4 separate regions of the Mus musculus genome follow, and regions 1, 3 and 4 are each linked to region 2. The links are chromatin contacts, called in public promoter capture Hi-C maps. All regions are on one chromosome and are shown on one strand. The core of a region is the stretch at or near the end of the contact, and the rest is flanking DNA. Distances in the headings are between cores, read along the strand shown.

Region 1 (6,744 bases), core at 1,234-3,733, 610 kb after region 2:
CTGTGATAACTGTTGCTCTGCCAAAGGCAACTGGGGCTGTAGCCAGAGGTCCCCAGAACCTCTTTCATGCCACCTTCCTTCCCTCCTGATCAACTCCAGACCCCTGGGACCTAGAATGTGTCCACCAGCAACTCCTCCTAGCCATTCTCCCCACTGCCTGGATGGACTGAGCAATGGCCTAGAGGAAGGGGCCGGGACGGAGCAGGTCCAGATGTGAGAGGGATGACTTTGGAAATGGTCAATTCTTTACTACGTGGAAACAAAATGTAAGCACGTTCTGCCTGCCCTAGTTTTATGTGGGGTTCTGTTTTCTCCTCTCAGAGTCCAGAGCAGGTTCTGAACTCTGAGATCCTCTTCTACCATCTATAGACTCAGTTTGTGCTCTCAGGCACGTCACAGCTGATCTTCTAGAGTAGTGGTGATCACGGAAGCTGCTGGTGCATTGGAGACGCCCCTTGGGCCTCAGACTGATTGCCCCCCAACACCCCAAAACCTCCTGGGAGCACTTCCTGGGAGCACTTCCTGGGAGCACTATGAGCAAGGCAGGAAGGCAGATCAATCATTTTGGCATTTCTGGTTTAAAGATAACCTAACCAAGACCAAAGAGGCAAGAATGATAATACTGGAAATAAAGAGTCAACGAGGCAGTAATTAGATGGATGGTTCAGGGGTCTCCACACACAGCACTGACTCCATCATGGGCTGCTGTATCAAAGGTATATATGTATGTCTGTTACTTTCAGTGGCCACCTTCAGGGCCGCTGTAACAGGAGCTGCACTAGGCACACCAGAGGGGCAGCTAGTGCACATCTGTAAGGGCATGAGCAGAGGAGAAGGCTTGAAGGGAAACCTGGGTCACATGGGTGGAACCCCAGGTCCCCTGGTGCTCAAGGAGCCTGGACTTCAGCTTTGCTAATCAGAAGGAAGCCACCCAGGGGTTGTTATGAGTCATTCCCCACAAAGGGTGAGAATAGGGGATGAGCATTGCTTCCAGAGTCATCTGACAGCTGCCCTGGGACACCCTCGAACCCTCTGCACAGGTGCCGGAGGGAGGGAGCTCACGGCACAAGGGCTCCTTTTATTATCTCTCAGTTTGGGAAGGTGTTCTACTTTGCTGACCTGTGATGTGAAGTCCACTCTGCGGAACACCTCCCTGGGAAGGGGGAAGCGAAGAGGACACAGTGAGCATCATGTGAGCTGATACAGGAGCGAGGACCTTTCAAAGCCATGCAAGACAGGGGACAGTCAAAGACTGTAAAATTCTTTCTTCCTCAGCAGATGGGGATCTCAGAGTCCTGAGGACTCCCCATTGCTCAAAAAGTCCCAGAAATGAAGTTGTGTGGGGGTTCCCTTCACAAAAAAGCAACCTCAAAAGTGGCTTAAGACTGAGGTTTGAACCCTGGTTCTGGAAGTTTCTCTGGGAGCACCAAAAGGGCTAAACTCCTGCTGAGGCAGGGAGCTAGATCAGGGGCCTCACTTGCGACTCTGAATCTTTTTCCGTGGACTCTGGTCTCTCACTTGGCAGGGCTTACAGCTTCTCTTTGGACTGCCTGGGTTCTAAAACTCATTTAAACCAAATAAAGTCACTGCAAATTTGGCCCCCAAGAAAAAGTTACTAGATAGGTCTTAAACCTGTTATTTTTCTAACTGGATTCATCAGTTCACCGGGTCCCAACTCACAGTTAGAGAGGCCCAGATGCTTCACTAATAACCTCCTGCTTCATTTGTCCCACCCTGGTGTGTTTACACACATACACATGCCCACGCACAATGCATGCACATGCACCCATGCATGCACCCACACATGCGCCCATGCGCACTGCATACTGTGCACATGCATTTACTCCCTGAATAGGCTCTGGAGCTGTGACATAAGACAGCCAGAGATGCCACTGAAGCCATAGCATCCCTCTGGCATCTGGATGCGGGCTCACACACTACAGCTCTAGTAACTGAGTCCTGGGGCCCCTGTGTGTCTACAGGCTCAGATCCCTCGTACCCTCCCACCTGGAGGCCTGCAACTCCAGGTCCTCTGTCAGCAGGACTTCCCAACTCTCAGCTTCACCAGCACACCGCTTCCTCCATCTGCCCTTGGGACACCATTACCCCAAGCTTCTAGGTCAAAATGTCAAAACTCACCTGTATGCCCCGTGCTGAGGCTGGGCCCTGTCCCTTCAGTTCCCAGCGATTGCCATGGTAGCCAGAGAGCTGACTGCTGCCCCACGAAGACCCAGAAAGTCCCTTGAAGCTTGTACCCACAGCCAGCCAAATCCAGATGGAGTCATATAGAAAGAGTCTTCAGGGTCACCTAGTGATTTAGGCCAGGGCCACAGAGTCACTTCTATGGGAGGATCCGTTCAACAAAGTGGCTGAATAACAGGTCTGCACGTGGGACTCCTTGTCTTGGTGCAGCGTCGGTCAGCCTCAGAAAGCGATCCGGAGATATTCTGTGGAGTCACCCACAGCTCTGCTAGGTACTGACTGGGTGGGAGGTGCTCCAACCTCCAGTCTTTATTTAAAAAAAAAAAAAAGTTCTAAAAGCAACTTCTAGAGGGAGTTTGGACTACGCCTGCCCCCTTGTGGCCATCCTCAGACTTACAACTCTCTGCACAGCATTCCAGCCCTTGGCTTTGGGACTCAGTGATTGTGTTAAAGGCCTTGCTCAAAATACTTTTTGGACAGCTTCTGAGAAAATGGCGGCTAGACCTGGTTTGTGACACACCCAAGGAAGCAAGTCTTGTAAAATTTATTGTAGCACGGAACTGGCGTTTCTCAATTCATTCAGCAAATTTGGCATTTCCTGAAGTTACATCCACTCCCAAAGGACTTGGACAATTCACACACTGGTGCTATTTAGAATAAAGTCTGGGGTGGGGGTGGTGGGCTCTGAAAGAACTTCCGAAGTCAAGATCAACACAATTCAGTAACAATGCCAGTGTCTGTGGAGCACAAAGACTGCATGAGGCACGAGAGAACGGGCCTGGGAGAAGCCCTCTGGTTGGAAGTCTGACTGGACCTCAAAGGACTGGAAACCTCAACACAAACAATTACCTTGTTTTTTTTTTTTTTAAAAAGGAGATACACTAGGGTGGGCGATAGTGGAATCCACAGGACCCTGACCTCTCAAGCAGGACCCGAGCTCGATCCCCAGCCCCCACATAAAAAAAGATGGCGTGGTGGCACACACTGTGACTCCAGTGCTGGGGAGCTGTGGACAGGACGATTGCTGGGCTCACTGGCTGGAAAGCTAGCTTGTTTGGTGAGTTCCAGACCAGCAAGGGAACTCTGTATTAAAAACCCTCAATATAGAACGACATCAGAATTTGACTTCAGTCCCCTCCCCCCATACACTTGTACACATGTACACACATACAGATACACACAATAAAATTAAACACAAATTGGAAGGATTAAAAAGAGATTCAAGCAGGTGTTAAAGAAGCAATGAATTCAGATGAGAACAGTGGGAAGAGAAAGACTATCAGAGAGACATACCCTCCCTCCCTCCCTCCCCCAAGAACCCAGTGTGAGCCACAACTAGATAGATCAGATGATGGGTCTGGACCGAAGTGTGCAGAAGCTAGCATTCATAAATAAGTTCCTGTTTGTTGGCTAAACACAAGAACAGGGTTTCAAGGTCAGATTTCTAACAGGAGAGTCTGCCAAACTCAACTCTGCCCACCCCACAGTACAGCTGCCAACCCTCAGCTGACTACTTAGAAGAGCTTTAGTCATCTTCAGGGACCACCCTCCTAACTGTGCCCAGAGGCAGCTTCTGCAGGACACTGCTTTACAGGAAGAAAAAAGCAGTCTTGTATAAGGAGGAGTAAGAGGAAGAGAAGGAGGAAGAGAAGAAAGGGGCACTTTATGATATTATTTACTATACATGCAGATAATGCATGCACTACTTCAAATATTTTTCGAATACCTATATACTTGTTTCTTGATATCCTCCTGAGGTTGGTTTCAGGACCCTTTCATGGACGCCAAAACCTCAGGCATTTAGATGCTCAGCATAAAACATCAAGGTGTTTGCATCTTTATGGCCCTGCACAGCGTCCAGTCTACTCTAAACCATCTCCAGGTTATGTAGTCTACCCAACACAATGTAAATGTTATTGTGAACAGCTATCATACTGTAGAATTTTGAGAACTAGGGTAAGGATACATTTTATTATTCAGTACAAACCCCGATTACTTAAAAAAATAGTTTTGATCTATAGTCAGCTTCGCTCTGCAGATTTGGATACTGTTAATTCAGGGAGGGACGTTGTGCACATCTTAACAGTCATGTGAAGTAGGTGTAGCTCCTGAAACCATTTACACAGAGATCAAGTGATCCATCTTGGATCCCTCCAGCCTGTGAACAGCAGAGCTGCAGTTCAGCCCTAGGCGTTGCCTTGAGTCTAGGCCTGTAACCACCCCCTTTATTACTCCTTACAAAAATAATGCTTTTGTCACTCAACAAGTCACCAACATCCCTGGGAATGGAATCTCCCATCTAGCGAGGTGTGTGCTCAGAATGTGACACTTGCAGACCGTCATTACACACACATATGCATCAGCAAGAAATAGAATGTGTCAGTTCTGTGGTTGAAGCTCACATCCCAGAAACTGAATCTCCAGGGCAGCAGTGCAGGGAGGCGGGGCCTATTGGGAATGGCAGGAGCCAACCACACAGTAAGAAGGATTTACAGAAATAGCTTCTTCTTGTCTGTCTGTTACCATGGCAAGACTCGACCTTCATGGCCAGACTCTCTCGTGCCTCCTGCCAAGTGATCACACTGTCAGAACACGATGGAAGCTGGCATTTTTATCTTGGACTTTCAGGTCTCAAATGGAGAAGAAATGAATCCCTGCCTGCTCTAGATTTCTGTTCACAGGCGTTCTGTTTTATATCACAAATGAAGACAGCCGCTAAGACCAGGGGTGTCCTCTGTATTCTTCACCTCTGTGGCTCCTGGCACCATAATACCTGACAACAACCAGGGAGGAAAGGCTTCCTTGCCTCATGACTTCAGACCAAGCTGGCAGAGAAGGTGTGGTGGGTGCAAGAGGGGGTGGTGGAGGCTGTTCACAACATGGCAGACAGGAAGCAGTACCAAGGCAGGAAGCAGAGGCTGGGGCATAACTTCCACCAGTCAGACTCCACTGTGGAGAGCTTTGGGGGCTGCTTGGCAGGAATCTGACATTGGCCAAGGACAAGAAAATGGGCTTCAGGCAGGAATCTGACTTTGGGCCATGACAAGGAAGTAAGCTCAGGCAGGAATCTAATTTTAGGCTAGAACAGGGAAGTAGGCTTCAGGCAAGAATCTGATCTTGGGCTAGGACAGGGAAGTAGGCTCAGATATCTTGGTCCTCCTGATAAGCCCTTAGAAACAGTGATCAAGGGACTTTGTTTATTGTCTTGCTTGTTCCTTGACTATTTGAGTTTATGGTTCTGCTTGACCTTATGGCTTGCATGTAATTAAAATGGTATAAAAGCAGATTGGGGAAAAAATAAACCTGCCTCAGCCTGAGAACTGGCCGGGGCCATGCTGCAATGTTGTCTAATTGTCTTTTTTCTTTTTAATCCTCACTCCTGCCCTGGAGAACCTGTTGACTGACTGGTCTGGTTTGGTCACTCCACCTTCTAAAGACTCCACAGCACCCCAAAATAGCACCAGTGGCTAAGGACCAAGCATTCAAACCACGAAGCCTGCAATGGGAATTTCAGATTTAGACTGTAATACCAACCGTGCCTAAAATGAACACTATCTCTTTTTATTCACAGACCTACACTGACTGCCTTAAGAAGTAGGGAAAGAAGACAGATGTGGACAAGGAGGAGGGAGGTGAAATCTAAGCCCAGCCCAAGTGTGGTGGTTTGAATGAGAAATGTCCCTCGTTGTCACTGGCATTTGAATACTTGATCCCCAGTTGGTGGCACTGTTTGGGTGGGTTTAGGTGTGTCCTTGCTAGAGGAAATACATCTCTCTCCCTCTCTCCCTCTCTCCTTCCATCGTCTCCGCCTTTCCTGCCTCCCTCCCTCCTTCCTGCTTTGGATTCAAGATGTGAGCCCTCAGCTTCTGCTCCAGTGTCATAACATCCCCACCATTATGGACTCTGACCCTGGGGAACTGTAAGCCAAACAGACTCTAACTTCCATAAGCTGCCTTGGCCATGGGGTTTGATCACAGCAGCAGAGAAATGACAAGAAACTGGTCAAGCCCCTCTGGCATGATCTGTGTGTAAGACACTGATTTAGACAGGGGTTAGTTTTCTGCATGAGGCCCACAGTCGGGCATAGGACTGTCAAACTGTAAGATTGCTGGAGGAGTCTGTGTTTCATCTTAAAGCCAGTGGCTATGGATCAGGACATTTGCCCCCTCCCCTCTTTTGTTTCTGGTTCGTTTGACTTGTCTCAGGATAACATTTCTCTGTTGCTTTTTTCCCCCTCTTCTTGCTGAGTAGTGTAACATTATGTACGTGGACCCACAATTTGATTTTAATTTTTCATGTGTCTGGGTGTGTCCAGAATGCATATATGTGTACCCATGTGAAAGGATAGAAAATACAACCCCAACTCCAGCCTCTTAAGAAGCCCAAAATACCACAAATTCCAGACCCTGTTCCCTGCCAGAGTATAGGTAAAAGGTCACACTTCTCCCTGCTCCAGGGCCTGCTTTCTGTGAATACGTGATCCTGGCCTAGTAAGATAACAGGAAATGAGTTGACTAACCAATTATCTAGCTTCTGTAAACC
Region 2 (6,404 bases), core at 1,215-3,714:
AACAATTATGTCATTTTTTTTCTGAAAAATAAATGAAACTGGACATCACTGTGATAAGCAAAATAAGCCAGACTCAGAAAAATATCAAACGCTTTCTTTTATATGCAGAATATAGATTTTAATAATTATATAAATTGACCTTGGTGGTGCTGGCTGCTTATTCTTCCTATTTAGCCAGAGGAAATAGTGAGACTGTCTAGGGCAGCAGTTCTCAACCTGTGGGTTGTGACCCTCTTTGAGACTCAAATGGCCCTTTCACAAGGGTCACCTAAGATCAACAGAAAACACAGATATGTGCATTGTGATTCTTAACAGAAGCAAAATTACAGCTATGAAATAGCAACAAAGGTTATTTTATGGTCGGGGCGGGGGGGGGGGGGTCACCACAACACGAGGAACTGTACTAAAGGGTGGCAGCGTAGGAGGGGTGAGAACCCTGGAGGAGAGTGAACACCAGCCCAACAGGCAAGACACTGGGTAGTGAGTTAGCAGCAGAGTACCTGTTATAATGAAATATGCTCGTTTTTTTAAGAAGTGACCAAAAAAAGTGCTCAGAGAAGTTTGAAGGAAATAATATGCCAGGTAAAGAATACAACGTGTGTGCACACAGAACAGAAGACCTTACTAGAGCAGAGATATGGCTGTAGTTCATATGTGTGCCCACATGAGGGCAGCACACACAAACCCAGCTAGTCTTCAACAGTCAGCCAGCTGCCATTCCCTCAGGTAGATCTCGCTTTACACCACAAGACGCTTTACCCACTCTTTCCCAAGTGCAAGGATTCAGAAAGCCACCCCCTGCCAACACCTTACGCCACCCCACTGCTCACACCCTCTGGTAGTTTTTTTTGTCCTGTGGTCATGTACCCCATACGCTGTTCACAGTCTTCACTGCTCCCCCAACTCTACCCCTCCACTTGTCTTTGAGTGCAGATAGTTGATAAATGGGGCCCTTCAGGATGGTAGAGAGGGTCCTGCTGGCCCAGCAGATGGCAGGGTATATTGTGGTGTTGAGGCATTTGAGGGTGGGTGACGCTAGCTTTAGATAGGGTTTTTAGTAGACATGGAGGATACAGCTAAAATCTACATTTTGTTACATCTTAAGACATATGAACTTTATAGCTTTAATTGATTTTATGATTATTGCTATTGGTTTTTCGGGACAGGGTTTTTCTCTGTAGCCTGGCTGTCCCGTAACTCACTCAGTAGATCATGCTGGTCTTGAACTCAGAATTCTACTTGCCTCTGCCTCCTGAGTTCTTAATTAATTAAGTCTGCTTTCTCTTGAGAAGCCATCACCACCACTCTGAAAGATGAGTGTTGGTAGCTTCTGATGGTCTCCTGGGGCAGCAGGTCTGTTGAACTTGGAGGTGGGGTAGGGTGAAGAAGTGTCATCATGAAAACTGTGGCTTTCACAGGGAGTTGGGCAGCTTGATGTTGCAGTCTCAGGACTGCTACTATCAGAGACAGAACTGTGACTAAACCCCAAACCCCAAAGGGCACAGGATAAAGATGTCTGGGGCAGGGTCTCCTGCTAAGTCCAGCTCACTGACCTCCACTTAGGAGAAAGTCAGAATCTTTCTCGGGCTAGAGAAGTAAATGATGTCGCAACTTAGTACTTTAGATCTGCCTCAAGTACCACTGCCTTACTGATGCAGTAAAGAGATGGCCAGCCTCTTCGGAGGGTCACGGATACAAACTGATGCAGGGAGAGGGCCACAGAAGAAAATCATTGTAAGGCTTCTCTAGTCTTTTCTGGTTTTGTTGTTATTAATGCTGGGTTGGGGTTGGGTTTTGGGGTTTGGGGTTTTTTTGTTTGTTTGTTTGTTTGTTTGTTTTGTTTTGTTTTGTTTTGTTTTTGAGACATGATCTCTTTCAGCCTAGCCTCATCTTGAACTCACCTCATAGCCAAGGATAGACCTCCAGAGCGTTGGAATTACAGATATCCACCACCTACACTCAGTATTATGCCTTTGGTTCTGGGAATGGAATCCAGGCTAGACACACATTCTACCGTCTGAGCTACATTCCCAACCCCTTCCCCGACTGTTTTGGGACTGTGTTCTGGTCCTCCAGGGTCTGGGCTCAGAAACCCAGTCCTAGGTGTTTCCAATCCTGTACCAGTCATATCGGGCATCCCTAATATTTATCTGACCTAGGGTGAGGGCCATTTCAAGGTGTGGAGCCATGGGGGCCACTGCTGAGAACATGGGTCAGGTCTGGTGACTAAAGGCTGCAGAGAAGGGTGCCTGGAAGAAGCCAGGTGTGGTAGGAGTTGGAGGTCAACCAACTGCAAGAGGTCCGGAGCACCTGAGGACCCCAATTGGGGCCCTAAGGCAATGGGCTCTGGCCCCCGGGTCAGCCGGGCAGCTCCAGGAATTGCAGGCGGCATCTATTTCAGAGTTTATGGTAAGAGGTTGGAGCCTGCACACACAGACAGCACACCCCACCCTTTAAGGAAGTGGAGAGGAGAGCAGCAGGGGTGTGGTTAACGACCGAGAGGAGGAGGGGGAAAAACAACCTGTCAGCCTCTTACTCAGCCTCTGCAGGCAGAGCCGCGCGTCCTACCTGCGGCGGCTGCGCTCACCTGGCCCAGCCCGGAGCCCTGGCCCGAGTCCGCGCCTCGCCCGAGGGTAAGTCCTGCGTGTTCCTACCCAGCGCCGGGGTCAGGGACACTTCGATCGCTCGACTTAAGTGGAAAGCTGGAGAGGGTCTACAGTTCCAGTCCTTCGGGAAGCTTGAGAATTCCTGGAAAGGTAGCCAAGGACCCAGAAAGTCGGAGGCGCGGAGCAGGTGCTTTCCCTGAGCTTGCCGCCCTGAGCTAGGGGGTTAGGGAGGGCGCTAGAGAAGGCATCTATTTTTGGAGTTCTTTTTAAGACTAAAGGGTGTTTCTCCCTTTTTGTCCTGTTATCTTATTCAGAGAGGGGCGACTAGGGGCACGATTGAAATCGGCTCAGCAACAATGCTTGTCTCTAAAGGTTGGATTTGGGAACTCCGAACCCAACCGAGGGCTTCAGAACCCAACTTCAGCTCTAGCTCAGACCTCTGCCCAGGCACGGCGCGCTCTTCTCCACAGTGCCCTTCGGCACCCATGTGGCCTATCTTCCCACCCCTGCACCACCCCTATCCCCAGCCTCTGGGACGTTTTGTTTTTGTTTGTTTGTTGTTTTTTTTCCCTGAAGCTGGAGCTTTAAGACAAACGGGGTTCTCCAAGAGGAACCATACCATAGTGTGTGTAGTGTGTGTAGTGTGTGTGTGTGTGTGTGTGTGTGTGTGTGTGTGTGTGTGCGTGTGTGTTCGTGCTGAAGTTCCAAAGTTCACACCAGCCGCACTGGCTCATTTTGAAGCTGCTTTCCCCATGCCCCTTGAGGGTTAAGTTCTGGGCTGCTGTTCCTGCTGCCAGGCTGTGCGTGGGCAAAGCTTTGGGTGGGTGAACAGCGAGCATATGGGTGACGTTCTGAGGCCCACCAAGTCCTGCCACCTGCCCTCACCCTCAGCCAGATGACACCAATATCTCCCATCACCCCTATACTGGAAGCAAGATTCCGATTCCGCTGTGCTCCTTGAAGAAACCAAGCTGGGACCTGAGGGTTGGGTGTGTGTGTGTGGGGGGGGGGCATTAGCCCGGGAGAATTGGAAAGCAGGAGGGAGAAGAACCTTAGCAGATCTTGTACCAGTCTGGAGCCCGCTGAGACAATGCATGGTTTGGAAAGGGTAGGGGTACCAGGCAGCCGCAGTGTGCTCAGGTCAACAAACTCTTGCGGTTCACAGTAGCTACCGGGTGGGGGCGGGGGCGCAAGAAATGCAGAGCAGGGGGTGGGGGAAAAGTGACTCACGACCCTAGGAAGGAAGGAAGAAGTCACATTCATAAGAAAGACCTAACTTTGGCAGGACAGTCTGCCTTCTTTCTTTCACTTACTAGCATCCTTCCTGAACCCAGGTACTCCTGTCAGGTGAGGGGAGACGGAGGAGCCTGTAGCTCCAGCTGCCCAGCTAGGGCGGAGCTAGGATGGGCGGGACTGTCGTGAGAAGAAATGAAGTTCCACCAATTACAGTGCCAGAGGGTGGGCAGGGCTGGGCAGGGACAGGTCCTGAATCTGTGGCAGAAGCAACTAAGAGAACTGAAGATCAATAGGGATTAACTAACCGAGGAGAAGAAAGCAGGTCAGAGCCTGAGAAGTACAAATCCAAGGGCTAAGAGCGGCAAGAGATACCGGGGAAACCGAAAGTAGCCAAGAAGCCCATCTTGTTAGGAGCCTAGAGTTCAGGGGCCAGGAGGAGCTGCAACCTTAAATAGAGGATGCTCCCCAGCCTAGGAAGGCGTGCTCAGGCTGCCATGGCAACTCCTCTAGGAGCAAAGCTTGGAACCTCAGGCTGCTTGAAACTTCCCAGGGTGCCTCCACTCCGGGATGGAGGTGCCAGATTTAGCAAATGAAAACATGGGGCATTCAGATTTGAATTTTAAATGTACAAATGTGTTGAAGACTTGGTTCTCAGCGTTAAGTATGTCTCATGCAGTATTTGGGATATACCTAATACTCCGGCGTTACTCACAGTTTATCTGAAGCTTTACTGGATGTCCTGAGTCTGTCTGGGACGCGGAGGCTGATGTTCTTCCGTCTAGACTGCGAACTAACCCAGCACCTCAAGAGCAGGCTCAGGGCATATTTATTTTGTGACAAATCCTGACAGGTCCAGTTGGAGGCTCATTCTAGGACTGGTCATGATATTGCTATTGAGAGAAGAAAAGCAGCACCCCAGACAGCTTACACATCTGCACAGCCGAGGGAGGGTCTAGGGACCGTGAAAGCAGCTTAGTCCACTTGGTAGTAACTTGGAAAGACACTGGACCAATGGTCCTAGATTCAGACCTATGGGGAAACTGTTGGATTCGCTGAGCCTCAGAGCCTATTTGTCGAGGTTTAGGGTAGGAGCCTTGATAATGTATGAAAGCCCCACTTGAGTGCTATGTATATTAACTTGAAACGACACATTCACAGTGACGGAAAGAGCATCCACAAAGTGCCTGGGGTGCCATCTTCTCCTGTTCGAATTTATAGAGTGTCTGGAGACCGCAGGGAACCTGCATTGGCTTGGTTCCTGTTTCTAGTGAGAAAAGTTTGTCTCTCAACAGAGGCGGGAGGGAGAGTGAGACAAAGTTATTTCCTCAGGGTTCCTTGCCCATCCAGGACCCTGCTTCAAAGACAGAAGAGACAAAGGGCTCTCTTCCTGGAGGGCAGCAGGTGGGGAGAGAGGACTGGCTCAAACCTTAATTAACTGGAGAGAAATATGGATGGATGAAAAGAAAATGTGCTCAAAACACCCAAAAATGCACCATAAAATTAGGTTTTCATTATCGTTTGTTTTATAATAACTTCCTTATTAGAAAACTCAAGCTGGGGCAAGAAGAAGGAAGGGCACCCAGTGAAACAGGTTCTGGCTTTAATGAGAACATTCCTAAGGAGACCTCCTAAAAGGGGAGAGAGAGAGAGAAAGGGAGAAGAGAGGGGAAGGGGGAGGGAGAGGGGGGAGGGAGATGGAGGGAGGGAGGAAGGGAGGGAGGGAGAGAGAGAGAGATTCCCTTGTGTACTAATGGGTTGTATTAAACGGTCCTTTTCTTCAGTGATGAATCTCTGCCTCCCCAGCCCAGCCCATTTTGTCCCCAGTCCCTTAAGGGTGCCATTTATCCGATAGAAATAGATATATTCTGCCAATGAAACATTCAAATGATATGTTGTTTATATTTACATGCCCAGGGCTGTGCTAGATCTCACAGAAAAGGCAAGTGTGGCTACAAAGGCCCACCAGGTTTTCAAGGAAAAGAAGCATTACACACACACAGAGAGAATGTGGATGCATGTGTGGGGTGCAGGCCACACAATCTATCAGAAGTCATTGCTCCCCCACACTTCTAACTAAGATGGACAAAGTTCCTCCTAGCATTCCTCCCAGAGTTATCATGCCCAGCTCAGAGACGCTCAGGAGCTTTTGTGTGCAACATTCCAGCCTCACCATTTTTCAGGAATAGAAATCTCCCTAACCCAGGGCTGCTTAGCCCTTCCTGATTGGTGCAGTCCCCAGTCTCTCATACACAGCTGGGGATTTATTATCTCAGACTACCTGGCCTGCCGGGGCAATGGGAACTTCAGGGAGTTAACTAAGAGGCGGAGACCAGAGAGGCACAGCTGGGATGGTTTGAGAGTCAGAGCAAGGATGAGAGAAGGGAGGGGTGTGTGTGTGTGTGTGTGTGTGTTGTGTGCTTCTCTTATCTTTCAGGCTGGCCTCAAGACAAGGGAGGGAGAGCAGGACCCTGGTAACACTAAAAAACAGGAACTTAGGATTACAGTGACTAACTGGACCTTCTCTGTGACCTTCTGGAGGTCATTTAGCTGTGGCTTCCTTAT
Region 3 (6,330 bases), core at 2,138-4,637, 630 kb before region 2:
CATAAGCTCATGTGTTCAAATGCTTGGTCCTTAGCTGGTGGAACTGTTTGAGAAGGATTTTGGAGGAGGTGTGCCACTGGGGGTGGGCTTTAAGATTTCAGAAGGCCATGCCCTTCTCACTGTCAGTCTCTGTCCTGTGCTTGTGGATCGGATATCAGCTCTCTGCTCCACCTCCATGCCTCCCTGCCTGCTGCCATATTCCTGCCCACACTGGTTATGAACTCATCCTCTGAGACGGTAAGCCCCCATCAAATGCTTTCTTCTATAAGCTGCCTTGGTCATGGTGCTCTGCCAGAGAAATAGAAAAGTAACTAAGACATTTAAACTTGACATTGTCATTTAAATTTAACTGGGCCGTTGAGAAAAGGGCAAAGACAGAACACATATCCACTGCAAAGTGATGTGTGCACCAAGCGTGCTTGCTCTGCAGGGCTGGGGAGACTGGAGAATGTAAAAGGGAGTGCTCCCAGTGACAGTGTGGTCACTTAGTCATGAGGATGCCTCCAGAGAAGCCGCTTCCTAATTGGCTGAATGTCAGAGTGCCATCACTAGACCATGCATTCTTATAGGGCACATGTGTTATGTCAACTGAAATGTTGTAATTTGGTGCCTGACTGTGCCTCTCAGAGACTTGTAGAGGGTGTGTTAGGGTGCTATATCCACTTCCTCCTTGGTTTGAACATCTCCCATCACTCTGAAGGAGGTTGTATGCCACAGATGCTGGTCTTAACTATGGCAGCAGCAGGAGCAGATCCGGTCTTCCTGGAAGGTGTTGAAGGCTGTTCCACTGTGTCAGAACCAGGAGAGCAAGATGCTGTCTCACCCTGTGCTTGGCAGCATGGGAGCCCGGAACTTCAGACCAATCTAGGCCTGAGATTCCCTTGTAAAATATGGGAGTGAACTTCCTCTGCTTGGAGTTGTTTCGAGGAATGAGATGTGAAGAGCTCTGGAGGGGCTAGGACTGTAGCCTAGTTGGCAGAGTGCTGTCACTATGTACAAAGCCTTGAGTTAGATCCCAAGCACTGCATAAGCCAGGCGCCGTGGCACATACCCATTACCCCAGCACTTAAGTGGTGAAGGTAAGTGAGCCAGGAGTTTAACTCCCTTGGCTACATCGGGAGTTTGAGGTCAGCCTGGGCTTACAAACAGGACCTTGTCTCAGAAAGAGCAAAAACAAACACAAGCGACATGCTGGGTAGTGGTGGCGCATGCCTGTAATCCTAGCACTTGGGAAGCAGAGGCAGGCAGAACTCTGAGTTCCAGGCCAGCCTGGTCTACAGAGTATGTTCTAGGACAGCCAGAGCTGTCACACGGAGAAACCCTCTCTTGAAAAACCGAAACAAACAGAAAACGAACGAACAAACAAAAAAGACAAATACAAACAAATGAACAAAAAACACCAAATGTCCAGATTCACAGAAAAATTGTCATGCTGAAATCTGCTAGCCTTTGAGACCTTTAACCCAATGGTAACCATACCTACAAGGGTTGCTCTTCAATTAACTAAGGCCTCACACATCTGGAGGGATTGCTTAGTGGTGAAATGCACAGGTTTGGTTACTAGCACCCACAAGTTGGCTTACTCTGTAACTTCAATTCCAGGGGAATCTGGCACTTTTGTCTGGCCGCCAATGGCCCCAGGCCTGTACACAGTGCATGTACAAACATTCAAGCAAAACATCCATATACATAAATGAAGGTTAACCAAAAAAGATTTTAAGACTGTAAATGAAACACCCTTGATGTACAAAAGAACCACCAGGGAAATGCTTGGGTATGGAAGAATGCAAGGATTTTGTACTTTTCTCACTAAAGAGGCCTATAGGATAACCTGTTGAAGGAACCAGGCTCTTGGGGCAAAGGCCTGGACAACTAGACACATGACTTTAGGCGTAATGACTCATAAACTGGTGTCCTAACTTGGAAGGCAGGGAGGATGAAAGACCTCAGGGCTTTAGTGTGGCATTGACAATTCCAATGGACACTTTATAAGAAAATTCCAAGCATTTCTGGTGCTAAGGTCCATAGGCCCTCCTTTCGGCTCCTACAGGATTGTGTGTGTGTGCGCACAAATTATGACTCCATCAATCAAGCTATCTCGGGCAACTGGGGGCGTTGATATCTGCAAGCAATCGTTACCTAAGCAAAGGCTGACAATGGGACTGATTTCTTGGTCACAACGCCCTGTGAGAACACGCTGCAGTAAACTGCCTCTCCTAGACCAAACCCATCCATCTTAGTGAGCATGCTCAGATCTCGCTCCAGAACCCCTAAAGGATGGGCAACACTTTTGCAGCTTTCAGCCACTCTGGAAAAACAGGAGGGGCTTAAATGCAACCAAGCCAGGACCAGGAGGTGGGACTAAGCAAGGAAAAGCCTCGAACCTGGCGGTCGTGGCTGAACCGTGTGCACGCGCGCACACACTCCAAATCCCCACACTTTGGCTGCCCACAACTCACACAGCATGTAACCCTCCCCTGAACAGCAATCTACCTCTACCCTCCATGCAAACCGCTGCGGCCCTAGAGAAGGAACATCTGGCAAACTCCCGGGCCTCCTGCGCAGCGTGCAACAGGGGCGGGGAAGCTAGGCGGGGCGACTTGAAAGCAAGATGAGTGTGCTTCAGTCTGCTTAGTCCCCAACCATTTTCCGTTTTGGGTGTGTGTGTGTGTGTGTGTGTGTGTGTGTGTGTGTGTGTGTGTGTGTTTTGAGGGATTGGAGATATCAAATCCAGGACTCTTCTGAGCCTTTTCTGAGGCAATGGCTGATGTGCAGGGCATGGCCTTTTCAGATGATGTTACGGGTCCCCAGTTTCTATGCTGAAGCGCAATCCTCAGTCTGCATTCTTTACTATGCCCCCCCCCCCCCCCCCCGCACCGCAGGCTTGCTGCTTTCTCCCCCGGTCACCGCTTGCATTTGCTATGCTCCTCTGCTTTTTCGCCCCCGCCATGTTGTGAGCCCCACCTCCCAACCACAGGGGCTGCAAGCAGGGAGAACATTCTCCTTTCCTTCTGCTCCTTGCAGTGCGCGCCCTGGCGCCCAGGTCGTGGGTAAACTGAAGCATTGGTGCCGGATACTTGGTTATCCCGGAGTAGACTTTGCTGTTTCCAGGGTCACCCCTGCCCAGTTTCCAAGAGCCTTCAGGCTTGAACCTTGGCTCCCTCAACCCTCAGCTCTCACCCGAGGCCAGGGGAGCCCCAGGGCCACCTTAGCAATGCAGTGAGGCAGGTCGGGGAGAGGGGCTCTGGACTAGGGTCTGAGCCTTCGGGTCCTTGCCCGGCTATAGCTATCCGACACTCACCCTGGCGCCGAGAGAGGTCTGTCGGGCGGCTGCCGCGCGTCCATTAGCGGGTGGAGTGTCCGCTTTACTTCCGGGGCGCAGGCTCCGGGCGCCCCCCACCCCCTCGTACCCTCCCTTCTCCGTCTCCTCCTTCTGGGTCCTCTCCCTCCTTGTCCCCTCCCTCCTGATCCTGCGTTCCTCCTGCCCCGCCCCACTCCGCCCCGCCCCGCGTTGCCGGGAACTGGCATCCTCTGCCGCAGCGACCGCCCGCTCAGATCCAACTTTGCTCGGAGGTGGCGTGGCGGCGCCGGGGGGCGTGGGCAGGGAGGGAGAAAGCGGGGTCAGGAGGAGGGACCGCGAGGGGTGGGTCGCCGGTTCGCCAGCTCTCCATCCTTTCTGTGCACCTTGCGGTAGGCAGGGAGAGGCAGCCGCGGCGGCAGCAAGAGGCTAGTGCACACCCAGCTAGGGAGACTTAGGAAACCACGGACGGACGGACGAACAGACAGGACCTTCCCCAGCGCCCCCTGAGCCATGGCCGAGAGAAAGCAATCTGGAAAGGCAGCAGAGGACGAAGAGGTCCCTGCCTTTTTTAAAAACCTGGGCTCCGGCAGTCCCAAGCCGCGGCAGAAATTCTGCGGCATGTTCTGCCCTGTGGAAGGGTCCTCGGAGAACAAGACCATCGACTTCGACTCGCTTTCAGTGGGCCGGGGCTCGGGGCAAGTGGTGGCTCAGCAGCGCGATGTCGCCCACTTGGGCCCCGACCCGCACCGGCAGAGCCGGCGTGCCAGTGGGGAGCCATCTGTTGAATCGAGCCGGAAGGTGGAGATCCGGCGGGCCTCGGGCAAGGAAGCCCTGCAGAACATCTATGATCAGGTTGGTATGGGGGTGGAGGGTGGGATCGGAGCGCGGGGCTGCCCCCTGGCTTGTCGCGGAGGACCGAGCATCCCCGCGTGGCAGCCAGCACCAGCCAGCACGCGGCACCAAGAGCTCTGCCTCCCGCATCTGCACGCGCACCGCGCCCTGCCCACCCCTTCACCGCGCAGGGTGCGGCGAGGCACGGGTTCGCCAGTGGGCGTTTGAGCTCCCACAAAGGCTGCCCTAGCCTCCTTGTCCCTGGGAGGTGGGGAACCCGCGTCAGGGACCAGCTGATCCCCGGGCTGGAGGCGTCGAGTGGCGATTGGGGTGGACCACTGTGCTGTTCTTAAATCCTCCCGGGCGGCATCCGATTGCAGCTGCGGCTCAGAGCCCCACCCTTTTTTGATGCAGCTCAAAGAGAGCAGTGGAAGGCTGCAGTGAAGACTAGAGGATTCCCTTGGGGTCTGTAGGGACAAGGGCTTACATGGCTACTCAGTGTGGCAAGGTCCCCGCCTCTAGTGCGCTCAGCACCATGGTTCTGAGCTAGGAGGTCAGGACCACGGCCAGCGCCCGGAGCCTCTTACCATTGCCTGGACTGTGTTCAGCAGCCAGTGAAGAGTCCGGGAGGTTGTGATGTCACTGAGAAAAGCTAGATAGCCCATGTAGAGAACAAAGTTCTGCTAAGTGTCTCGGCAAGGGCTTCTCAGAGCGCTTCCCCAGCGCTGTAAGGGAAGCACTTTGGGAATGGGGAGAGACTACGCGAATTATATTCAAAGAACTAAAAAGGAAAGGAAAAATGAGGGTGGGAAGGGAGGACTCACATTTGAAGGCAAGACTCCCTGATTGTGTTAATGGTGAGACAAAGAAGGCTAGCTTGGCTATCCTTCGTCAAGGAAAATGTTTGACATGGTCCAGTAATCCCCAGCAGGGCACGTTTCAAGCCCAGGGGTCTTTTCACACACATTTCCCTCCATTTCAGGGTGACATTTATGCTCGTATAATATTTTTTCACAGCTTTAATGCCTCAACTGATCGTTTACACTGCACAGCGTCTTACGCTTGGTTGCTGCTTCTCTCCCATGCTCGCGGTGAAGATAAGAAACCAATCTATGAATGACTTTATATTGAATCCTGTGTGCCTTCCCTTCTAGGGCAAGAGGAAGGTTAGTCCTAAAGGCGCTTCCTTTCAGACAGCCACTGGAGAAGTTGGGGGATGTTCTGCACATGCTCACTGGGGGCTTGCCCAGCATTCAGGTTGTGTGCTACAGAGAAATCCTCAGAGAACAGCTCTGGGGGCAATGGTTGGGGCACAGCTGCCCGCTTTCCTGACACAGCAGAGCAATCTAGTTTTTTACTTTCTTTAGAATCACTTCTTGCCAAAGGAGGCAGCAGAGGTGAGGAGACTATTTCCTTTATTTATTTATTTATTTATGTATTTTTATTTATTTATTTTTAAAAAATATTTATTTATTATATGTGAGTACACTGTTGCCGTCTTGAGACCCACCAGAAGAGGGTATCAGATCTCATTACAGATGGTTGTGAGCCACCAAGTGGTTGCTGGGATTTGAACTCAGGACCTCTGGAAGAGCAGTCAGTGCTCTTAATTGCCAAGCCATCTCTCCAGCCCTTCCTTTTTTTTTTTTTTTTTGAAGGCTGAAGCAAGCAATCATTTATTTTACACCCATTCAGCTTCTGATTTTTATATTTTTATTTCACTAAGAGGCAACCAGAATCAAAATCCAAAACACTTGTTTTGTTCCAGGTGATCAATTAAAGTAAATCTTTCTTTCTTTTCTTCCCTTTTCTCCGCTTTTCTTCTTTCTTTTTTCTTTCTTCTCTTTCTCTTTCTCTCTCTCTCTCTCTGTCTCTCTCTCTCTCTCGCTCTCTCTCTTTCTTTTGACAGAATCTTGCTCTGTAGTCCAGGCAGTACTTGAATTCATGATAATCCCAGTACCTCATGGGTGGTATATGAACCACCATGATTACCAGCTTGCTTTGTCTGTTTTTCTGTCTGTCTGTTTGCCACTCTGTCTATCTATCTATCTATCTATCTATCTATCTATCTATCTATCTATCTATCTTTTTCTTCCTTTTGTGGTGCTGAGGCCTGAACCCTTGTTCATGCTAAACAAGTGTTATATCACTGAGCCACATCCTTAATCAAATGTTTCAATATTGTACTAAAAGCTGGG
Region 4 (7,095 bases), core at 862-3,361, 920 kb after region 2:
GCTGCTCCTACAACCAAAACAACTGCGAGCTTGTTCCCTGGGTTCCCTGACGGGTCTCCATACACTCTGCTCCAGGGCATAACCTATCAGAGCCACAGTTACTAACACCAACATACCTACTTCCAGATAAAACAAAAGAGACCTCTCTAGGGCCCAAGTGGCAATCATCTTCTCTGCAAAACACACATTTTAGAGTCCGGTTAACAACTACAGCAGCTCCAGGCCCTGGTGTGTGATCAGCTTCCTCCAGGAATTAATTCCTATTCATTTCTTCCCTTCACCCACCCCGTCAACAGATTACTTCAACAGCAGTGTCTTCCAGTAAAACCAAGTCCAAACCCACAGCACTCCAAAAGTGCAACAGGCTACTTCACTGGTCTGTCTCCTAACATCAGATTCAAAACTCTTTACCAATATCCTTGTTACCTCATCCCCTGGTCTACTGTCTTCCCAGTCCACCCTGGATAAAAGTCCAATTCTCAGTCTGACTTTCTAGGACTTTCACAATCTCAGCCACTATTCCTCTCTCTATCTCTTACTGTTCAGGAAACATTCCAGGAGGGCCAAGGCCATCTCCTGGACTCTAGAGAAACCCATATTCATCTCCACTTTGTATCCCATTTTCATAAATCCCATCTTTCAAGGACACATAGCCCAGGCCTGGTAATTCCAGTCCATAGCTCCCTCCCTCCCTGTGACCTCCAACAGCACCCAGTTCTGCACCTGGCATTGTGACAACTAACTGTGCCCCATCTGGAGTCATATTTCACATGCTCAAGTCTTTCTATGTCCTCCAAGAGATTACAAGCCCCGACGGGTGTTATCTATGAGTCTTCTATTGCCTTTCTCACCAAGACAAGCAAGCCCTTGGACATCCTTTTGTAAACTTGTCACCTGTGAACTCCTCCTTCTGACTGAGTCTTGCCAGGGAATTATCCACAGGTGGAAATTATTTCAAACTGAGTTCCGTATTCCCTTCCCCACCTTTATCTCCCATGCCTCCTGTGCCTGAGCCTGCACAGTAACTTTGCAGCCCTTGCACGTTCATTTGCATTTGAGCTCTCAAATCATTTCTCTCTCATAGCTTTCAGAGACATCATCCAGAAAGCTTGGCAGTGGGAAGAGGGCAGAGTGGCTTCTCAGAGGTACCTGTGGGCTAACCAATTTCCTTGTGTTTCACCCTTCCAAAGCAAGAACCTCTATTTACACAACCCCCCTTAGAAGGATGTCCTCAGGCTACAATACCTGTTGATTGCTCAGTTTGAAACAAACTGCTCCACTTTACACCATTCTGTTAAGGGATCTTGCAGAAAGCAGTGAAGAACTATAGATAGCCCCTGTGCCATGGCCTGGCATCATGGGAACCCATGCCTGGTGGAAGTCCTCCAGAACCACAGGAAAGGGAGGGATGGAAAACAGGGCTCCTGCAAGATTGCTGGCAGGTGGGTCTCTTTAGATCTCCAAGAGGGCCCTAAAGTGAAGGTGCAGAGCCTTAACTCCCAGGCAGGAAGCCTTGGAATTGTTTGCCCATGACAAACTCCCTTTGCAGGCCCCCATGGGCCACTCCAGAGGCCCACAGTGCCACGGCCCGGGAGGGACCCGGGGTGAGCCCGGAAGGCTTAGAGCCAAGGGGGCGGCGAAAGGGGCCGCAAGAAGGGGGTTGAGAGAGGGTGTGTCGCGAGGCCAGTCCCGCAGCACGGCACTCTCTGGTTATGGAGAGGGCAGGGGCGCGCATAGCGCAGGGCTGACGGCTCAGCCGGAAAGGGAGCAGGTTAACAGGTCAGTGTGGCCCCGCGAGGCCACTCCCGGCCACCACTCAAAGTTGGGAGGGAGATCGGGCCGTAGGACCCGCGACATAAACAAGGCGACGCGTGAGAGGGAGAGCGGCCACCCCCACCCAGTCACCCCGCCAGCGCCGCAGCAGCCCCGGTCCTGCCCGGGCCGCGCGAGCCTCCCGGGTCTCCCACCCACCCCTGGCTGTCGGCCCCAAACCCGGGCTGCAACCCATGCGAGGTCCCGCGCGCAGCTCACCTCGGCCGGCCACTGACCCAGACAGCTCGGCTCCCTGCAGCGGCCGCGGCCCTGCCCGCCACCGGCGCGGCCCCTGCACTGCGCCGCCTCCCGCGCCGCCGCCTTCGCGCCCACCTGGCCGGCCTGCCCTCCCTCTCCGGGACACTGCGCTCACGTACGCGGCCGCGGCCACAACCCGGCCCGGATTCCCCCGCCCGGGAAGGGAGCGCGCCGAGCCGCTCGCAGCCAGTCCGCCCGCGAGCCAGCCAGACGCAGGGACACACCCCCGGCCACGCGCGCGCACGACTCGCGCGCCCCCAGCCCCAGCCCCGGACGTGCGCGCGCGCGCTCCACACACCCTGCTTGGCGGTACACAGTGGGCGCTCAATAAGTGCTGGAGCGACTCCTCTCACACATGCGCACTTGAACCTGACCGAGTTGTGACCCACTTCCCCAGCCCCCACCCCGAAATCCGAGCGTTCAGCACCACCCGGAACCGAACTAGCGTATCTGCTACCCCCGCGCCTCCTTTTTTTTTTTTTTGACTCCCCCCCCGACCCCCCCCCCAACTGAACTGCAAACCCAACCAAAGTTTCTGGCTGTTGTTTTTCCAGCGCGCCCCAGGGCGGGAAAGGAAGCCAGAAGCTCTAGGCGCCAGGGACAGGAGCTTGGCGAGGGCGACAGGGACCCGAGGCCGGGTAGCGGGAGGCGGCGCGCGAGGGCGGAAGCGCTTGAAAACCCAACCTTTCCATTTCGCTTTGGACCAAGAGTGTTCTTCTCCAGTTTTATGACTTTTATTCGTTTGTAGTTGTAGCGCGAGGCGATGTTTACTGTTTCTGGAATTAAATAGGAGAAAGTTAACTATTAGCCTTCAGCCCTTGTGTAAACAATACCGGTTGCTTTTTGGCACCGTTAGGCTCTGGCTTTTGGATAATTTGTAACAGGGAGAATCGAAGCGGTTCCATTGTGTAGTTCTGTGTTTTTTCTAGATAAGGCCAAGGACAGTGGAGAGGGGTGTGTGCGAATGTCTAAGTGTGTGTGAGTGTGTGTGTGTGTGTGTGTTTACAATCAAATTTAATGAGTAAAAGAGTAATAGCCCCTCCCTTCTCAAAAAAAAAGTTTTAAAATACTTCGAAGTTGCAGTTCACCTCCAATTTTGGACTTCCTGTGTTTCTAGGAGGCCGTGGAGTGTTAGTAGAGCTTGGGAATCACATCCCATTTTAAGAGCTGAGTTAGCATTGGCATCTTTAGCAGGTTCAGCCCTAAACACATCAGCTTCTTGATCTATAAAACAAAGCAGTGTAACTAGAGATAGTGCCTAGCTCACGGCAAATGAAAAACAATATGTCCTGGGAACTGGCAAGAGGGCTCGTGGGTAACACTGCTTGTGACCAAGTCTGATGTCACAAGTTAGAGCCCCAACATGCACAACATAGCGGAGGGAATCAACTCCAGCCCTGTACATACACAATAAATACATTTTAAAAAAATAGTATGTCCTTTTTTCTGCCCTCAACTATTTGTTGAAATAAAATTATCCAACTGGAATCAAAATTCCTACAGGAGATGATTCTCAACTAGGGGTGATTTTTTTTATCCCTAATAATATTAATTTGTCCTTAAAATATCTAGATATATTTTTACTGGTGTTGGGAGGGTGATTTCTCACTGTCATTTAAGCTGCTGAAGGCTAAGTATTCCACCAATATCCTGCTGTGCACAAGACAGCCCCACATGGATGAATTAACTAGTTTCAAATGCCTGCCTTACCTGCTCTAGGATCAGCCTGCCCAGGGTGTAGTTCACCCAAGACTGCTTCTCCCTTTTAATTCTCAACCTCAGGAAAAAGTTCTGTTTCCAGATAAGAATAAAGTGTTATAGGGCATCACATCGGTGACTTTATTTAATACACAAAGCCTTCCCTTAACATGAAGATATGGATTGGAAATGTACACTTTATGATTAAAGGGACATATGCAGTCCATGCATGGCTTTCTGTTCTTGTTCCAGTTGTCCCCAAATGCTTCTGTATAGTCAGTCCCTCCTCTCAAGTCTTTCTTGATCACCCTGAAGTTTGCAATACAGTCTCTGCCCCAAGGAACGCTTGGCCTCCTCACAAGCAGACTGCTGCTCACTCAGAATTGAGCAATACAGAAAACAAAGCACGTAATTGATCATTGTAGCCCAGGGACTAGGGTGTCTGAGACAAGTGAGTCTTCATAGTAAAATCCGGGGCTCCAGAAGTGCTTGTTGAGCTAAATGAAAGTTGTATACACAGAGTAGGTCTCCAGCTGGAGTGTGAGCAACATGGCAAGATTTAAACGGCTAGGCTCTGTAAAGGGATGAGGGTCTGGCTTCGGTTTTTGTTTAACTGTGTTTTCCGAGACAGGATCTTTAGCATTGTAAGTAAGCCTACACTAAGCTTTTTAGATAGACAAGGGTTCTACCACTTCCCAAGAACAGGGGTCACAGGCAGGCACCGACATCCATTTATGTTTCATTGGGAACCAAACCCAGGGCTTCATTCGTGCATACTGGGCAATCATACTGCCAACTGAGCAACATCTCCAGCCCAATTTTTTTCTTTTTATAATTTTTATTTATTTGCTTTTTTTTTTTTTAAGGCAGGGCCTCTCTGTATAGCCCCAACTGGCCTTGAACTCACAGAAATCCACCTGCCTCTGCATCGTGAGTGCTAGGATTACATTTATGTACCACCATTACTGATATTTATTTACTTACTAATTTATTTTTGCAGTACTGGAGATTAAACCCAGGGCTTTGAGCCTGCTGGACAAGGTTTCTACCACTGACCTAAATCCCCAGCCTGAATTCATTTTTTCTTTATTTTTTATTTTTATATTTATTTACTCATTTATTTGTTTTTCAAGACAGTTTCTCTGTGTAGCCCTGGCTGTCCTGGAACTCACTCTGTAGACCAGGCTGGCCTCGAACTCAGAGACTGACCTGCCTCTGCCTCCCAAGTGCTGGAATTAAAGGTGTGCACCACCATCACCTTTTTTATTTTTCTTAAACTATCTCATTTAAACTTTTTTTAAAAAATATTTGTTTATTTATTTTATGTATATGAGTGTTCTATCTGCCTATATACCTGCATGTCAGAAGAAGGCACCAGACCCCCATTATAGATGGTTGTGAGCCACCATGTGATTGCTGGGAATTGAACTCAGGACCTCTGAAAGAGCAGCCAATGATCTTAGCTACTGAGCCATCTCTCCAGCCCTTCATTTAAAGTTTTAACCAAACGTACACTTCCTAGAATGACTGAGTCTTGATCAAACTGGGATGCTCGCTTAGTTGACAAAACACATGCCCCACTGTGTGCAAAGTGAGCCATACTCTGAATAGGAACAGAGCCCATGGCTTGTTCTGGTTGAAATCTCTTCTTGGAATCACAGGCTGTTCAGGAACATATGTCTTCTCCCAGCATATGTTAGATGCAAATCCCTTTTTACTGCTATAGTATACATCCCAGAGTGCCTCCCTTTAGCCCCAACTCAGAATGCCCCATTATCACAGATGCCTGGTCTCAACACAAACCCCAGCATGAAGCACCTTCCCTCAGAAGCCAGTCCCTGGCCCTGAATACATACATGCAGCCCAGTGCATGCCAAGCCAACTGTGCTTGCAAAACTGACATTTGGAGTTTGTAGTCCTGTTGTTTCTGCTTCCCTGTATTAAAGGTCTTGCCTGTGCTGAGGGCTGTCTCATCTTTGGCCTGCTGACCTTCCTTTCTCCCACACCCTGGCTCTCTACAAAAGTGCTGGCACCTTCTGCCTTCCTTCCATTCAAGTAACCCACCCTTTGAAGACTATCTCCTATCAGCTTAAGCAAAGCAGACCCAGACCTTTGTCCCTGCCCCTACCTAATGCTGTACAGACACATGAATAGGTCATATTTGGGGCACTTATGAGCCTAAAATGGTCACCCTCCTCAGACTCTTGATTCTACTGCTTACAGGCGTGGCTTCTCCAATCTATCCTTCCCTTAACCTCTTAATTCTGCCTAAGGCTTCCCAGAGGCTGCCTGAAGCTTTTCTAATACAGATCCAGCACTGCCCATAGAACCCCTCCTGGTGAGCCACCACCTGCCTCCCTCTCTGCTTTCTGTCCGCTCCATTCATGCTCAGCTGCTCAGCAGAACGCATGTCTTCCTTTGTCACTGGCTGTGTTCTCTGCTTAAACCACCCTGTTCACACTCACTGGTTTACATGGCTCTCTCCCTGCTCATCCCTAAGCAGAAACACTTGAGGAGCAAGTTCTCTGACGTGCTTCCTTTGGCCTCCAAAGCAGGAGGAGGTGCCTCTCCCAGGGTCAGAGCACCCTCAATTTACCCCCTCCTCACTGAAATCTCCACTCTTTCATCTTAATCTCCTATAAGACTAAACATTTGCAGGTCAGTCTCATTGTCCATGATATAGGCAATGTCCTGCATGGGACCTTAGACAGTGGTTGCTAGATGAACTGCTGATCGCATCTGAGGAGAGAGTAGCAGTGATCTACGGTCAAGGTGCTCCTCGGTTCAAAGCATGCTTTAAATGCTCTGTGGGCTCCAGGCCTCTTGGGAAGCTCCCAGTCTTTTTTTTTTTTTTTTTTTGGTTTTTTGAGACAGGGTTTCTCTGTCCTGAAACTCACTTTGTAGACCAGGCTGGCCTCAAACTCAGAAATCTGCCTGCCTCTGCCTCCCGAGTGCTGGGATTAAAAGCGTGTGCCACCACGCCCGGCCTCTCAGCCATTTATCTAGAGTAGAATGAAACTTCCAGTGTGAACTGGATCTTCGGCCTATACCACTAGGTGAGGCTTTCTATTACTTGGTTTCCTGAACTCCAAACCCCCATTGTTGGTGTTAATGTTGTTGTTGTTGTTGTTGTTGTTGTTGTTGTTGTTTTCAAAACAGGGTTTCTCTGTGTAAACCTGGCTATCCTGGAACTTACTCTGTAGACCAGCCTGGCCTCAAACACCTAGAGATCTGCCTGCCTCTGCCTCCCAAGTGCTGGAATCAAAGGTATGAGCCACCACCTCCTACCCAGCTCCAAACTCTTACCACCAATTCTTGCTTGACATC

Evidence for each region. Promoter capture Hi-C pulls out the DNA fragments that hold promoters and counts their contacts.
Region 1: a promoter capture Hi-C map of stem cell-derived epiblast-like cells shows a contact between it and region 2, with 4 times the contacts expected there. The contact joins the promoter of Scara5 here to the promoter of Ptk2b in region 2. A contact is called at or near these places in 5 of 39 promoter capture datasets (the 3T3-L1 cell line, embryonic stem cells, liver and 1 more) and 1 of 484 Hi-C or Micro-C datasets (embryonic stem cells).
Region 3: a promoter capture Hi-C map of stem cell-derived epiblast-like cells shows a contact between it and region 2, with 3 times the contacts expected there. The contact joins the promoter of Pnma2 here to the promoter of Ptk2b in region 2. A contact is called at or near these places in 6 of 39 promoter capture datasets (embryonic stem cells, frontonasal cranial neural crest, hippocampal neurons and 3 more), 1 of 484 Hi-C or Micro-C datasets (embryonic stem cells) and 3 of 115 datasets of contacts at active chromatin or transcription factors (embryonic hindbrain, embryonic stem cells and neural tube).
Region 4: a contact with region 2 is called in a promoter capture Hi-C map of pre-B cells, with 4 times the contacts expected there. The contact joins the promoter of Zfp395 here to the promoter of Ptk2b in region 2. A contact is called at or near these places in 9 of 39 promoter capture datasets (the 3T3-L1 cell line, the C10 cell line, embryonic stem cells and 4 more) and 1 of 115 datasets of contacts at active chromatin or transcription factors (memory CD8 T cells).

What each region holds. Positions count from the first base shown.
Region 1 is chr14:65,662,142-65,668,885 of GRCm38.p6, reverse strand. It overlaps Scara5 (scavenger receptor class A, member 5), which reads right to left and starts at 2,483. Exons shown (of 9, transcript NM_028903.2): 1 at 2,140-2,483.
Region 2 is chr14:66,277,112-66,283,515 of GRCm38.p6, reverse strand. Ptk2b (PTK2 protein tyrosine kinase 2 beta) reads left to right here and starts at 2,464. Exons shown (of 31, transcript NM_001162366.2): 1 at 2,464-2,633.
Region 3 is chr14:66,908,265-66,914,594 of GRCm38.p6, reverse strand. Pnma2 (paraneoplastic antigen MA2) reads right to left here and starts at 3,387. Exons shown (of 3, transcript NM_175498.4): 1 at 3,302-3,387. Dpysl2 (dihydropyrimidinase-like 2) reads left to right here and starts at 3,554. Exons shown (of 14, transcript NM_001378767.1): 1 at 3,554-4,153. The coding sequence starts at 3,812.
Region 4 is chr14:65,353,692-65,360,786 of GRCm38.p6, reverse strand. It overlaps Zfp395 (zinc finger protein 395), which reads right to left and starts at 2,111. Exons shown (of 10, transcript NM_199029.2): 1 at 2,032-2,111.